Regions from separate parts of the Mus musculus genome. Here regions 1, 2 and 4 are each linked to region 3. Evidence: chromatin contacts called from public HiCAR-type, HiChIP or PLAC-seq and promoter capture Hi-C data. All regions are on one chromosome and are shown on one strand. Each heading gives the region's core, a stretch centred on a gene start, on an enhancer-like site or on the middle of the called end of the contact. The rest is flanking DNA. Distances are from core to core; before and after follow the strand shown. Region 1 holds the start of 4931414P19Rik (RIKEN cDNA 4931414P19 gene). Region 2 holds the start of Cdh24 (cadherin-like 24). Region 3 holds the start of Irf9 (interferon regulatory factor 9). Region 4 overlaps Zfhx2 (zinc finger homeobox 2).

Region 1 (3,352 bases), core at 375-2,874, 1.0 Mb after region 3:
CTGGACCAGGAGGCTTTGGCGAGGAGGCATACGGAGACTGAGGACGGTGACTGGGAGTAGAAGCTAATGCCCAGTGAAGCCTGTTCCCCTGGAGACAGAGCCATCCTCCGGCCACACATAATGACACATGCCTCTGTGTGTTGTGCCCCTGTACTGTCACAGTCGCTTACCCTCTGTAAGAAGCCATGTCAACATTGCTGTGCAAAGCTGGAGACGTCTGCAGTCTCCTCTTCAACACAGCCAGGCCACAGCCAGAAGCATAGAAACTGCTTCCAGAACAAGAGGGAAAAAGAAACGGGAACACATCTTTTTCTTTTAATGTGGTTAAAGCATGCATCACCATTTTTAGAGTTCTTTTCATTTTCTTTTATAAACTCATAGGTCAGGGGTTCGAGTGAGGAGGAAAAGGCAGGAAGTCCTAGAAAGAAGACTTGAGAAGGGTCATGGGTTTCAGATATTAAAACATAAATAAATAGGTGAGAGAGAGAGAGACGGAGAGGGAGAGGGAGAGGGGGGGGGGAGAAAGAGAACTTAGTGTCCAGCAGAGACACTGGTGAAGGCTGCCAAACCCCTGTGGACTTGAGTTTGATCCTTCAGACCCTCTAGGTGGAGAGAATTCCTGCAAGTTGTCCCCTATTCTTTTTTTTTTTTTTTTTTTTTTTTTTCTTTTTTCTGAGACAGGGTTTCTCTGTATAGCCCTGGCTGTCCTGGAACTCACTTTATAGACCAGGCTGGCCTCGAACTCAGAAATCCGCCTGTCTCTGCCTCCCGAGTGCTGGGATTAAAGGCATGCGCCACCACACCTGGCACAAGTTGTCCCCTAATTGCCACACTTTGCATTGCGGCACGCGAGTGCCCCCACCAAAAGAAAAAATACACACACACACACACACACACACACACACACACACACACACGTATGTATGTATGTATGTTAGTGTGTGTGTGTGTGTGTGTTCGCGCAAACGTTTTATAATAAAAAGGTGCAGTGAGACCGGTTTATGGACTGCTTAAAATCGAGGTTTAAGCAATGGTCTACATGCAGGGTGTGTGAGGGAGACATTTTGGTTTCTTCAGAATGTGGTTTTAGCCTAGTAGGGGAGCCTGGCTCAGGCTGTGCAAAAACAAGCCCCAAGTGTAAGGCTACTTAGCCTCTCACTTGAACAACGTTACACTCATAGATGTTCATGTAAAGGTGGGCTGCTAGACAACTTGTGTGACCCAGAGACACTGGCCTGGGAAACCAAGGGTTGGAGGGCCTCGCCCCCCAAACCTGACGCTCAATCAGCCTAAGAGGTCCCAAGTTCGCTAGTTCTCCCAGCTTAGCAATGTCAGAGGGCGCTCACTCACAGGGTGGTTCTTCTGAGCCTGGCTTGGGGGGCGGGGAGGGAGAACGAGACGGGAAAGATGAGCGGACAGCGAGGAGAAAGGGAAGGGCAGTGGGCGCATCGGCCAGGTCCGGGAGCTCGCGGCCCTCGGGGGCCCCCCGGACGGGCGCCTCGGGTGCGGCGCGTGTGCTTGCGGGCGGGGCGGGCGGCGGCCAATCCGGGCGGGCGGCCGGGAAGGGGCGGGGCTTGTGAGCTCCGGCTCCGCGAGTCCTCCTTTTTTGCACACACACGAATACAAAGAGCCATACGACCTTCGAGTATCCTTTTTCCATTTTTTTTCCTCCTTCATCTTGTGTGCGTTTTCCAAATTTTTAAAAATAGAGATCTGTGGCAGTGCTGGGGTGAGGAAACTGTTGCTAAGGGGAATTTGCTCTTTTCCCCATTTCTTTTCCTGTCTCTCTTTCTCTTTCTTTTTCCTGGTCGAGGTTTAAAAATATACCAAGTTGAGAAGCCGTGTGCAACTGTTCCCAGACCAATTTACAGATTTTTTTTTTCTTTTTGGATCACATTTTAAGAATTGGTAAATTTTGTGGTTGAAGGATTTAAATTTTAGTCGCTTGGGGAAGTATAGATTTGTTTTTAATCGGGTTAAAGCGATAATGTGAATTTCTACCACAGGCAACAGAGAGATTTGAGGTGCCCTCACAAAGCCTTTGGCATGTATTTTAGACACACTCACTCAGAACCAAAACCAAGTGCTGTAGCAGCAATGTAGCAGCGAGTGTGACAGGCCAATAGATTAAATATACTGGGTTATTTTAATTGGGACACTCATTTCCCAGGAGAGAAGGGAAAGCTCTCTCACAGTGTTTTGCACACACAATTTCATGAGGACATTTGTGTGTATGTACACTTAAAACATACCATTTCGTATGGATTCATCTTGTGGTTTATTCTTTGTATTTATGTAAAGTATGTGTATATGTGCTGTTATCGGATTTTATTTTTAAAGTGTTTTCATTTGATTTTATGTGTGTAAAATAGACCTTAGGATGTTTTTTCCCCTCTGTGTTCCCAAATGTGATCAAAACAGGATTTCAAATGCAAAGTAAAGCGTAGAGGAAATCCTGCACTTAGCATACTTAAGAACTTTCATCCTATTGGAATTTACCTTCTTTTCTGCTTCTTTTTATATCAGATTAGTGAATAATTAAATAATTGCCCCAAAGCCTGCAGTCAGTGTGTTTGGCAAACGAAGTGGGGGGGACGGGGACTGAGTGTGTAGTCCAGAGCCTTTTAGTGACTTTTTAAATGCTTTTGGTTTTTTATTGGTTTTCCTTCCTAAACATGCAACTGTGTATATTTTAGCCTTTATGAGTAGTTTTGGGGGGAGGTACCAGAAGGGAATCTCCTGGCATTTTGACAAAGTGACCTTTTATTGGTTGGGATTTGTTTGGAAAACTCCACATCTGGGAAAGTGTGTGAGACAATATTCTAGTCCAGTTACTGAACGGGGGTGGGGGTGGGGTCCTGGGAGGGGTACTTGGGGTAGGGGCAAGAGGAGGCAAACGCAAAACCCAGGAGGGATAAGAAATACAATGTGATTGTTATTTTGCTTTCTGTGAATGCAAAGCTTCCCCCATATCGTCACATTTTTGGAAAAGTGTGTGTGCATTGAAGGACTGTTGCCTGGGGCAGAGGCCCCCCTTCCCTTGGGAGTTCTATGCTGAGACAGGCTTATTAAGAGTTAGACAGGATTTGCCCAAATCCAGTCTGTGTTTAAAGACTTGAGTGAAAACATTATAGTGTATGTGGATGGCAATCAGGGTCGGTTACAATGTTGTAACCGGGAGATTAAAGTGCAAGTTTTCACTACAACCAAACCCCCGTGCTTCTTAGTTCAGTGTTGTGTAGAGACAGCATTTAAAGACACCTAAACAATACCTGCAGTATAATTTATACTAATAAGGAGAATGCCCTGGCTCAGGTTGACTAGACTTATTTACAGTGACTTTTTATTTCCC
Region 2 (3,273 bases), core at 612-3,111, 960 kb after region 3:
GACTGGTGCCAGCAGCCCTACCATGCATTAAGGATGTTGGTGGTGCACCTCATCCTGCATGTCTGCCCTTTTCCTGTTAATAGAAACTGACAGTGACCCCAGAAGCACAGCCTGGGATCAGTTCAGACAGGACTGTGACACACTTCTCTGCCTCTGTCCTTCCTGTCTGACCACAGATTGTTCAGAAGGAGGCAGAGCAAGCTGAACGGGCCAAGGAGCGGGAGAAGCGGCGAAAAGAACGAGAAGAAGAAGAACAAAAGGAACGGGAGAAGGAAGCTGAGCGGGAACGGAACCGGCAGCTAGAACGGGAGAAGAGGAGGGAGCACAGCAGGGAGAGAGAGAGGGACAGGGAGAGAGAGCGGGACAGGGGTGACCGAGAGCGGGAGAGGGAGCGAGACCGAGACCGAGGCAGGGAGAGGGATCGCAGAGACACCAAGCGCCACAGCAGAAGCCGGAGTCGAAGCACACCTGTACGGGACCGGGGTGGGCGCCGCTAGCCAAGAAAACACTAGAGAGCTGCAGGTACCTGCCACTTGGTCCTGGGAGGTCAAAGGCCACAGAGGGATAGGTACAGTCACCACCACCCTGGAACCAAGGGTCTCACACCATTGCTCAGTGCTGAACTATAACTGCCACACGTCCCCTCATATCAAATGGAGCAGTGGCAATCTCCCTGTTCCCCAACCTAACTCTTGGAACTTGGCCCTCTCCTTTCTTCCTGTTAAGTCTGAGAGGGAAGAGCTAGGCTATGAAGGGAAGATGTGGCCGTACGTGGGAATAACCAGTGTCCCACGCTCATTTTCCCTCCATCCTGCGTTCCGCCTCCCTTGGTACTCAGCCTTTTGGGGACAGCTGGGGCCAGGACTGGGTCACCTATGAGCTGAATCAGCCTCTCCTGAGTCCCAGGCCCCTGCAGTCCCCTGTTCTCTGGCCTGCAGTCTCTTGCCCGCTGGTTCCACTTTATAGCCACCTTTTCCTTTTGTTCAATTTTTATTTTTATTTTTTTTATTATTAAATGATGTGGTCTATGGAAAAATAAAAATCTGACTTAGTTTTGACTAGCATTTGAGTGCCTTTCCTTGGGAAGAGTTTGGGTGAAAGGGGAAGGTGAATGGCTGTGACGGTGGGCATCTGCGTTCTTCTGGGGCAGCGGCCTTCCTCGGGAACCTTCATCCCCACTTTGTCTCTAATCAGTCCAAAGCTGTATGTCTTTTTACTCTGGGAAATAGGGTGGCCTGTTTCTTTTGCAGTACCCCAACAGCCGGCAGGGTCGGCCTCCCGGTCCCCCTGCACAATTAGGCATTTGGTCGCCCTTCAAGGTGCTTCCCACAACTGCCACCAGGGGGTGCACACACTCTTTAGATCTTGCAAAGAGCTTCCCCAAAAAAGGTTCTCACTGCCCACCGTTATCTTTCCCCTGTCCCTGGCGAGCTCCCTAGACTCCTGCTTCCCCTGCCATCCTGAAGTTCACCCTAGCTGACTGAACTCGCCGTCGTGACCCGCACAAGGTCCTGAGTCGGTAGCCTCGCAGCCGCACCCGAATCCAGAACGTGAAGCCGGGTCTCCCGCAGTGCTCTCCCAGCGCCCCGCCTCACGGTGTGCCTCCGCAGGTGCTGTGCTGGCCGATCGTGTTGAGTCTCCTCCGCCAGGCCCTGGGAATAATAGCCTAGCCGTGCTACCCCTGTACCTTGCCGTGCTGCGGGCTGGCCCGGGAGGGGCCCCGCATCTGTATGCGCCCAGCAGCCCGGGAGCCGCGGGGGCGGGGACTGGCTGGGGAGGGTCGGAGGCAGGGCTCTCCTCTCCCGCGCGAGCCGCCTCTCCTCGGCAGGCGGAGCCTCCTTCCCCCGCCCCCTCCGTCTCGCTCCCTTGTTCTCGCCGGGGCCGCTCAGACCTGCAGCGGAGCCGCGGCGCCGGCTTGGATCGGCTTGGGGCTGTGCCCCCGGGAGCCAGCGACGGAGGCGGGCGGGGCGCTGTTCGCGGTCCCGGGCCCCTCGGTAGTGCCAGGTAAGGGCGCCTGCCCGGGTCGGGAATCCTCGCGGGGGCAGCGGGGGGTCCGCAGCTTGCGGTGCGCTCTGGCTGAGAGCCGTGCCGGCTCGGTTCTCCCGCGCTCTGCTCTCTCCCATCTCACACACCTCTCTCCCTTTGCCTCCCGATTTTTCTTCACCCTTCCGCCTCTCTGCCCCTTCTCTCTCCCTCTTGCCCTGTCTCTTCCCACCTCTTCTGCCTTTTTCTTCCTTTACCTTTCTCCTCTTTTCCCGCTCTCCTTTCCTCTCTCTCATTACCTCCCTCTCCTTTCCTCTCCTCTCCTCGTTCCCTCCTGCTATCCTGTTTCCCCACTCCTCCGTTTCCTTCCTTCTCTCCTCTTCGTCCCGCCTACCTCTCTGGTCCCCTGCTGCCCTCTGGCTTCTTTTCTCTGGGGAGCAAACGGCCTGTCAGGTGTGTGTCTGCTCTGGGGAAGGAGGAGGGGCACAGCTACCTGACCATGGGCCCCTTCAGGAGGAGGGAGAGAAATGGGAAGGGTCCTCTCTCTCCACCTCCTTTCCCGCAGCCCCTCCCTACCTCTACTGCTCCTAGTAGCTTACTCTACCAGAATGAAGTTCCGAGGCCTGATCTCACACACACACACACATACACACACACACAGAGAGAGAGAGAGAGAGAGAGAGAGAGAGAGAGAGAGAGAGAGAGAGAGAGAGAGAGAGAGAGAGAGAGAGAGAGAGAGAGAGAGAGAGAAAGGTTCACCTGCCCCTACCAGTTCCCAAGCCTGGTACCCAGGACTCCTCTCTGCCTTTCAGACACTCAGGCTGCTTCCCTGATGTCTTTGCTTTTCTCTCTTGCTGCCCTTCTCTCTCCGTGGTCTGTCTGTTTCTCATCTGGTCTTCCCCATCTGCCAGACCCTCCCAGATTCTTGGCCCCAAGCCTTCAATCACGCTGTCTCTGGCCCCTGGGTCAGCCTCCACTTCACCTCTCTTGGTCCCCCTGCACTGCCTGCAGCCCTGTTCCCAATTCTTCCAGATGTAGCCCCACTCTGTTCCCTTAGACCAATTCCCCTTAAAGACCGAGACTGGCAGAATGGGCTGGAGACAGTCTGGAGACGTGGGGTTCCTCAGGGGCAGGGGAGGCTTTCCTGAGTCCAGCCCGACTCAAGCTGCACTCACTCCTTGTCTTTGAGCCTGACCCTCTGGATAAGGAAGGCTGTGTGTTGATGAATACCAACCTCTCAGTTTTAAGCCCTTTCTGTCGGTCCATCTACCTTTTCTAGTCCCCTAGCTG
Region 3 (3,292 bases), core at 726-3,225:
CTTATCTCTATCCTTGTCAGTCTGCCCCTTCCAGGAGCGGCAAGAGAGCACTCACTAGGGAGGGTTCCTGCTGGCAGTATTCGATATACTTTGTAGGGTTCAGCAACATCCATACGACCTCTCTCGGGAACCTCCTCAAATTCGGAACTCTTGTTGAGGGCACAGCGTAGGCGAGTCTTCCAGACAGCGGGGTGTCCTATGTCCCCATCTTTGTGCTTTTCCTTAAACAGTGCCCAAGCCTAATAAGAGATGTCATGAAGAAAAGAAAGTATTATATAACCCAGATGTCCCTCCAAACGGCTGCCTTGCACAGGCTTTGGGGCCTGAAATCAGATGAGCCTACACTGGGTTTGTATTCTGTTATTGCGGGTTTGAAATCCTTAGTCAATTTTGACCATGTCTCTCCAAAAGACATGGTTGGTTCTACTTTCTTTCTTTTTCTTTTTTCTTTTCTTTTTTTTTTTTTTTTTTAAGATTTATTTCATTTATATGAGTACACTGTAACTGTCTTCAGACACACCAGAAGAGGGCATCAGATCCCATTACAGATGGTTGTGAGCCACCATGTGGTTGTTGGGAATTGAACTCGGGACCTCTGGAAGAGTAAGCAGCCAGTTGCTTTTAACCGCTGAGCCATCTCACCAGCCCAGGTTCTACTTTCTAGTATTTCCTTTATCCAAACCCCAAACAGACAAAAGTGCTTTGGGGTGCCTTCAGGAACTCTCACCTTGAATATGGCAGCATCCTGGTCCTCTCGGAAGTCTTGCTTGCCTGCATGCTTCCAGGGAATCCGGAACATGGTCTTGGCTGCATCGTCCCAGCACACCCCTGGGAAATGGCCACTCTCCACCTGCTCCACGATCCAGCTCCGCAGCTTTCGGGTGCAGCGTACTTTGCCTGAGGCCATCCTAGGAAGAGGAAGCAAGATATATGAGAACTCTTTTCATTTCGAGACCAGACTTCACTATGTTATCCTGATTGGCCTGGGACTCACTGTATACACCAAACTGGACTTAAACTCAAGAGATCCACCTGCCTCTGAAGTGCTGGGATCAAAGATATGTGCCGCCATCATGCCCAGGGAGAACCAACAACTTGCAAACCCCTGGCCACCGGGGCCAGCTTCACGCAGAAGCCCTTCCCTGAAGACCCTTCCATGTTCTTTTCTCTCTAGAAACATCCCCAGAGGTTAAAAACTATTTCTTAAAACTTCTTTTGAATATTCCTCGTTATTACACCTGAAAGGAAACCTCAGACATTTGGTCTTGATAAGTTGAAGTGTTTCAGACATGTATTATTTAGGAGAATTCCCTTAATGACTTGTTCCTTGTGGCAGAGTTTTAGCTCCCAAGCATCTACAGAGGCAACATTTGCTCCTAAGGCATCTATCTCCCCAGCCTACTGACCTTCTCCTTACCATACCCCTCTTTGCTAGAGGGGTAGGTGGGGCAGCAGCTGGGGGCAAGGGCGGAGCTGAAGAAATGGGCAGGGCCTGAGGCAAGAAAAACAAAGGTCAACTAAGGCCTTTGTAGACCTTCCTCAACAGTTAAGTTGGCAGCCAGTCTGGCCCTGTGATATCAGTCTCTCAGGCCACATCTACTTTCAGATTCACAAGCCACTCTGACTCTCCCTGCAGCTCAGGGCTCTGGAAGCCCTCACCAGCCCCCTCTCATCGCTCCCAGTTGGTCCCCGCCGCAGACGCAGAGTTGCTCTTACCTGAGCCGCTGAAAAGGTCCCAGGCTTAGCAGGTTCTAGGCTTTTTCTGATCTCTCCTCCCCTTTCTACAGTCCCCACCCTAAGTTTCAATTCTCCTCCGGGGAGGTGCATTTCCTAGAAACCACGTGGTCTGAGTTGCAGGGCAAGCGGTTACCACCAGAGGGAAGCAGCCTCAGTCAGCAGTAGCACCTTGGGCCTGTGGCTCTGTGAGACTCCTCCTTCCTCCCAGAACTACGCCCCGTGTCTGGTTCCCAGGAAGGTTATCTCCAGATCAGACCCGGAGGCTGATGTGTGCTCCCCAACCGTGTCTGCTTGGTAAATGTTAGGTTATTCTCACAGAGCAGCCGAAGTCAATGATGGGAAAAGAGGACGCTGAGCCCAAGCCAGGTGGCTAGATGTGGAGGGTCTCTGTTGTTCCTCCGCGGTGTTTCACATCTTCCCAGCCAGGAAGGAGTCCAGGGGTGGTTGGATTACGGTAGGCTGCCCTTCCAACAGGATTCTGTCCCTCTCCCCCCTCCCTTTCCCTAATGCCCCGGGATGCTGAGGCCAGGAAGAAGGACCACCAAGAAGCCTAGGCCATAAGATGCCTCTTTATTGGTGCTGGAACTGCTGCTGAGGCCTGGGTCAGGAAGTCCCATCAGGACCCGGCTCTCTGCTACTACTTTCTTCTGCGGGCAATACTCTGTCCCAAGGGTACCTCTTCTCTCAGCTTCTGCAAAGGACAGAGGATAATGATATTGGAAACCTGCAGTGGAGAAAATAGGCTGTCACAGGTGACTTTTGGAAGGGCAGGGAAAAAGCTGGATGTGACAGCTTTACCTGTAATAGCCGGGCCTGGTAAGCAGGCAGATCCTCTCCATCCGCGGGCTGAGGAGCTAAATGTAGGTAGCGAATAGTGGCTGTCTCCAGCTCCTCCACTTCATACAAGGTAGCTGGGTCCAGTGAATGGGCATTGATGAGGCTCACGAGATACTCTTTGTAGTGTGCCCTGGGGAGATGAGAGAGCAGAGTATTTATTCTTCCGTTTGATATTAACCACATGCGCCCAACACCTTGTTTTTATTGTGTTATGTTGTACGCACTCACTGGCACTCCCTGTCTCGGTGAACATATGCAAGATGGAGGGCAACGTGTGAGTTGGTCTTCTCCTTTCACCGTGTGGATTTGGGGGACAGAACTCTGGTCCCCCTACTCGGCACTAAGTACCTTTTCCAACACACACAGTTGTCTCACTGGACCACACTGGGATTTTGTTGTTGTTTTGAGACAGTGTTGCTCTATGCAAATGGCCCTGGCCGTCCTGGACACATTGGGATTCTTATTGAGCAAAACCATTAGCCCCTCTGCCTGCTAAACTTGCAGGCAGTGTCAGTCAGTCTCTTATGCTGCCTGCCACTACCCATCTGCACACTTGGCCAGGGGGCCCCCTCTCTTGCTCCCTCCTACTGTGTGAAGGACCAAATGGCCCCAGAGACCTCAGCTTACTGCCTGGGCAGCCTAGCCCTGCTCCCAATGCCACGCTCCATGCGCTGGCAGGCACTCACTGACATAGGCCGGCATAGCCAGGTGGAGTTTC
Region 4 (3,331 bases), core at 55-2,554, 520 kb after region 3:
GTGCATTGCAATTTTCCTTTTAAACTCAAGGTAAGATTGTGTGTGTGTGTGTGTGTGTGTGAGAGAGAGAGAGAGAGAGAGAGAATTATTATTATTACTATTATTATTATTTTAAATGTAAGGGAATCTGGGCCTAATGGCACCGGCCTGTCATCTTCGACACTTGGAAGGCTAAAGTGGGTGTAGCACAGGTGTTTTGGTTTGCTTGGGCTCCAGAGTTCAAGGCCATCCTAAGCAGCTTCGTCAGATCCCATCTCAAAGCACTAGAGGGACCAGAAAGTAGTATGGTTCGGTCCATAAAGGCACAGGACCTGTGCCCAAGCCTGTTGACCCACAATGAGTGCCTGTGTGCTGCATACACACACAGAGTAAATAAAAATTATTTTTAGAAGATCGATATTTTCTTAAAAAAAAAAATAAGATCAAAGGACTGTTTGGATATGGTAGCACACACCTTTAATTCCAGTACTAGGGCTGCAGAGGCAGGAGGATCACTTTGAGTTCAAAGACAAACCTGGTCTTCAGAGAGAGTTCTAGACTTACCAGGGCTACATTATGAGACCGAGTCTCAAAGGGGAAAAGGGGGGCGGGGGAAATGGCTCAGCCATTGAGATCACTTTTTTTTTTTTTTTTTTTTGGTTTTTCGAGACAGGGTTTCTCTGTGTAGCCTTGGCTGTCCTGGAACTCACTTTGTAGACCAGGTTGGCCTCGAACTCAGACATCCACCTGCCTCTGCCTCCCAAGTGCTGGGATTGCCCGGCCCGTTGAGATCACTTACTGCTCTTGTGAGGTCCCAGTTCCCAGCACCCATGTCTAGTGATTCACAACTGCCTGTGACTCCAGATCCAAAGGGAATGTAAATGCTGCAGGGGGAGGCCATACCAGTTTGGGCTCAGTATTAGCTGCTTCCCTAGCCTGCGTGTGAGCCGGGGAAACATCCTCCTTTTGCTCTGAGGTGATGAGTGTCTCCAGACCCAGCAGCCAAGAGCTGAGTGAGGAGCTCAGAGGTAAAGCCTCGTCCAGCATATGCAAGACCCCCGGTTCAATCGCCAGCAGCAGAACAATAAACCAAGGCCAAGTAAGTAAGGCTTGAGTTCTGCCAACCTCCTAGGGAATCTCGACCTATCAGCTGAGGCAGGAGGATCATGGGTAATCTACTGCCAGCCTGGGCTTTAGAGGAGGGGCAAAGAGGGATAATCGCCAAGCAAAGCAGTAAATGGTGGGAGGACTAGGTGTGAACCTGGCCCCATTGAGAGGCGGAGCAGGAGGAATGCCAGCCTCCTTCCAAACACTGTGCTCTGCCCCGAGGGAGGGGATGGCCAAGCAGGGGGTAGAGCATGGCCCTCACTGACACCCAGGCCATGCACTCTGTATATTGATTGCCCTTATGGCCCTCACCCCATTACTCCCAGGTTTCCACGTGAGGAAGTAGTCTGGATAAGCAAGGTTGAGTGCTGGTGAGGGCCCGGGCCAGCATGACTTTGGTCTCTTACACTTGAAGATGTAAAGCTCAGGGCTGGTAGAGTCTTGGTGCCCAAGCTGTTGCCACAAAATCTTTTGCCCTTCACTGGGCCTGAGGAAATGGAGGGGGGCAGGTTTTGTTTATTCGGTTTGCAGAGCTGGGGCTTGGTGGTGTTCCCTCTGTGACCAGCAGGGGGCAGTGGTGCTTCTCCTAATCTGATCCAGGTGGGGCTTGGAGGGAAACACCCTGGGCCACCGTGGCTTCAAATTCTGTGGCGCCTCTAACTCCATTTCCATGCTCTGCCCTTGCCCCCTGGCTCCAGGACTTCTCTAGTTGTCTGTCAGTTTCCCATCCTACAGGGTCTCAAAGACTACCTTAAAGATCTTCCACTTGTATGCTGAACCTCAAATTCAAGCCTTTCAGTTTCTGCCTCCTGATATATGTGTGTGTGTGTGTGTGTGTGTACATATATGCCTTACTCTTCAGGTCAGTAATTATGACTGCCTTCTGTTTGCGGGACAGCAGTTCCTGTCGAGCCTTGAAAGCACTCCCAGGCTTCCCTCTCTTGAGTAACAGGCAGACAGGAAAACCTGGCGGAAGGGGGAAGGAGACAGTTCCCAGAACGAAAAGCCTGTTTCTCCACAGCCTTGCCTTATCCCTTCCTCTCCACCTCACCCTAGTGAGGAGCTGGGACGGGAGGGAAGAATGGAAGGCCACGAGGGAGCTCCCAGGACTGAGGGCCGCTTTAGAGCTGTCGATCCATCCATCTTTCGGGGCGACTGCACCCTCAGAACTCTCCGCCCTCCCTAGGCTCCAGGGCTCCCTCCTTCCATTCCCCGTGGTGGCAGCAGCCTTGTAATTTAAAGCTCTCCCTGTCGCCTCTAATGCGATCCTCCGGTTTTATTGACTCGCTCTGCGGTCTGTGGCGCCCCTTCACATCAATCTCCGCTCTAATCACACGGCTGCCACTGCCTGCTCTGCGGAGGCCCAGCCCTTTCCTCTACTGTCCCCCACCTCCAGAACACCAGCCGCCTTCGCTCCAATTCCTTCTGAGCTGTAATGTCATGGTCTGTGGCGGCTGCCTTCTGCCTCTACCCTCCTGTGAGACCAGGCCCACGGGAGAGCTGCTCTTAAGAAATGCTGGGAACCACAGGAAGAAATGGCTGTGGGACAGGGGTGACTGAGAATCTTGGCTAGGGATAGCAGGTAGATGAGCCCCGATTTTTTAGAGGCTTTCGTGCCATCAACAGTTCAAGGCAAGAAGGGCAAAACAAAAAGGGGGCTTAGAGCTTCAGAGGGGGAAGTCAGAAGCGGGAGGCAGAAGGATTAAAAGTGGGGAACACCCTGGCCACAAAAGTCTAATCGCTAGTGCGCGGTGGGAGAAACTTCGGAGAAAGGGACGAGGGAAATAGGTAGGGGAGAGATAAATTTGCAATGGAAATTCTCTCCTGAAGAGGAGGGATAGGCTGGGAGGTAGGGAAGAGATTTGCAATTTTAAATAAGCCACCAGCTGACCTACCCGGCTGTGTTACGGGTCTCACCCACAAGCTGGCCAAAAGCTGAGCCCCTTTGGTTTCTACTTAGCAACCCAGCAGTCCTTTTCTAGTAGGAGAATTAAGCTTTAGAGAGAGCGGGAATCTGGGAGTTACTCCAGGGTCGGGTCCTATTCAGGCTGCCTCTGAGCTGTGATGTAGCACTGTGAGTGGAGAGCCAAGAGGGAGCTGAATGCTTGTAAGCGGGGCTCGTCTGCTGCCCCGGCAGGTGAGTTAAAGGGCCCACCATGTCAACCCTCAGCTCTCCCTATCTAGTGGGGCCCAGCCTGTGGAAATGACTGAACCCTCACAAACCAACAAACTTAGCATCCTCTGT

The links. Promoter capture Hi-C pulls out the DNA fragments that hold promoters and counts their contacts. HiCAR-type assays count read pairs that join an accessible place to other places. HiChIP or PLAC-seq counts read pairs in DNA pulled down with a chosen protein or histone mark.
Region 1: a contact with region 3 is called in a promoter capture Hi-C map of liver, with 4 times the contacts expected there. The contact joins the promoter of 4931414P19Rik here to the promoter of Irf9 in region 3. A contact is called at or near these places in 2 of 39 promoter capture datasets (liver and pre-B cells).
Region 2: a HiCAR-type map of astrocytes shows a contact between it and region 3, with 4 times the contacts expected there. The contact joins the promoter of Cdh24 here to the promoter of Irf9 in region 3. A contact is called at or near these places in 5 of 39 promoter capture datasets (cranial neural crest, hippocampal neurons, liver and 2 more) and 3 of 115 datasets of contacts at active chromatin or transcription factors (astrocytes, memory CD8 T cells and microglia).
Region 4: an H3K27ac HiChIP or PLAC-seq map of embryonic stem cells shows a contact between it and region 3, with 2.4 times the contacts expected there. The contact joins the enhancer-like site here to the promoter of Irf9 in region 3. A contact is called at or near these places in 6 of 39 promoter capture datasets (the 3T3-L1 cell line, cranial neural crest, embryonic stem cells and 2 more), 8 of 115 datasets of contacts at active chromatin or transcription factors (embryonic forebrain, embryonic hindbrain, embryonic midbrain and 2 more) and 4 of 9 other capture datasets (adipose tissue, embryonic stem cells, liver and 1 more).

The regions. Positions count from the first base shown.
Region 1 is chr14:54,604,180-54,607,531 of GRCm38.p6, reverse strand. It overlaps 4931414P19Rik (RIKEN cDNA 4931414P19 gene), which reads left to right and starts at 1,624. Exons shown (of 7, transcript NM_028890.2): 1 at 1,624-1,729.
Region 2 is chr14:54,639,952-54,643,224 of GRCm38.p6, reverse strand. Cdh24 (cadherin-like 24) reads left to right here and starts at 1,861. Exons shown (of 12, transcript NM_199470.2): 1 at 1,861-2,004. It overlaps Acin1 (apoptotic chromatin condensation inducer 1), which reads left to right. Exons shown (of 19, transcript NM_023190.3): 19 at 177-1,064. The coding sequence ends at 497. It overlaps Mir6948 (microRNA 6948), which reads left to right and starts at 115; the gene lies at 115-176.
Region 3 is chr14:55,602,668-55,605,959 of GRCm38.p6, reverse strand. Irf9 (interferon regulatory factor 9) reads right to left here and starts at 1,975. Exons shown (of 9, transcript NM_008394.3): 1 at 1,717-1,975; 2 at 728-908; 3 at 56-239. The coding sequence starts at 907. Rnf31 (ring finger protein 31) reads right to left here. Exons shown (of 21, transcript NM_194346.3): 19 at 3,261-3,292; 20 at 2,536-2,704; 21 at 2,286-2,428. The coding sequence ends at 2,375.
Region 4 is chr14:55,077,759-55,081,089 of GRCm38.p6, reverse strand. All of the region lies in intron 1 of Zfhx2 (zinc finger homeobox 2), which reads left to right. Among named protein-coding and RNA genes, the nearest start is that of Zfhx2, 13 kb to the left of the region's middle. Within about 2 kb of position 1,304, at least 98 of the 459 cell types and tissues checked have an H3K27ac peak or open chromatin away from gene starts, as enhancers often do. A contact at or near this core is called in adipose tissue, embryonic forebrain, embryonic stem cells and 3 more, where this site is marked.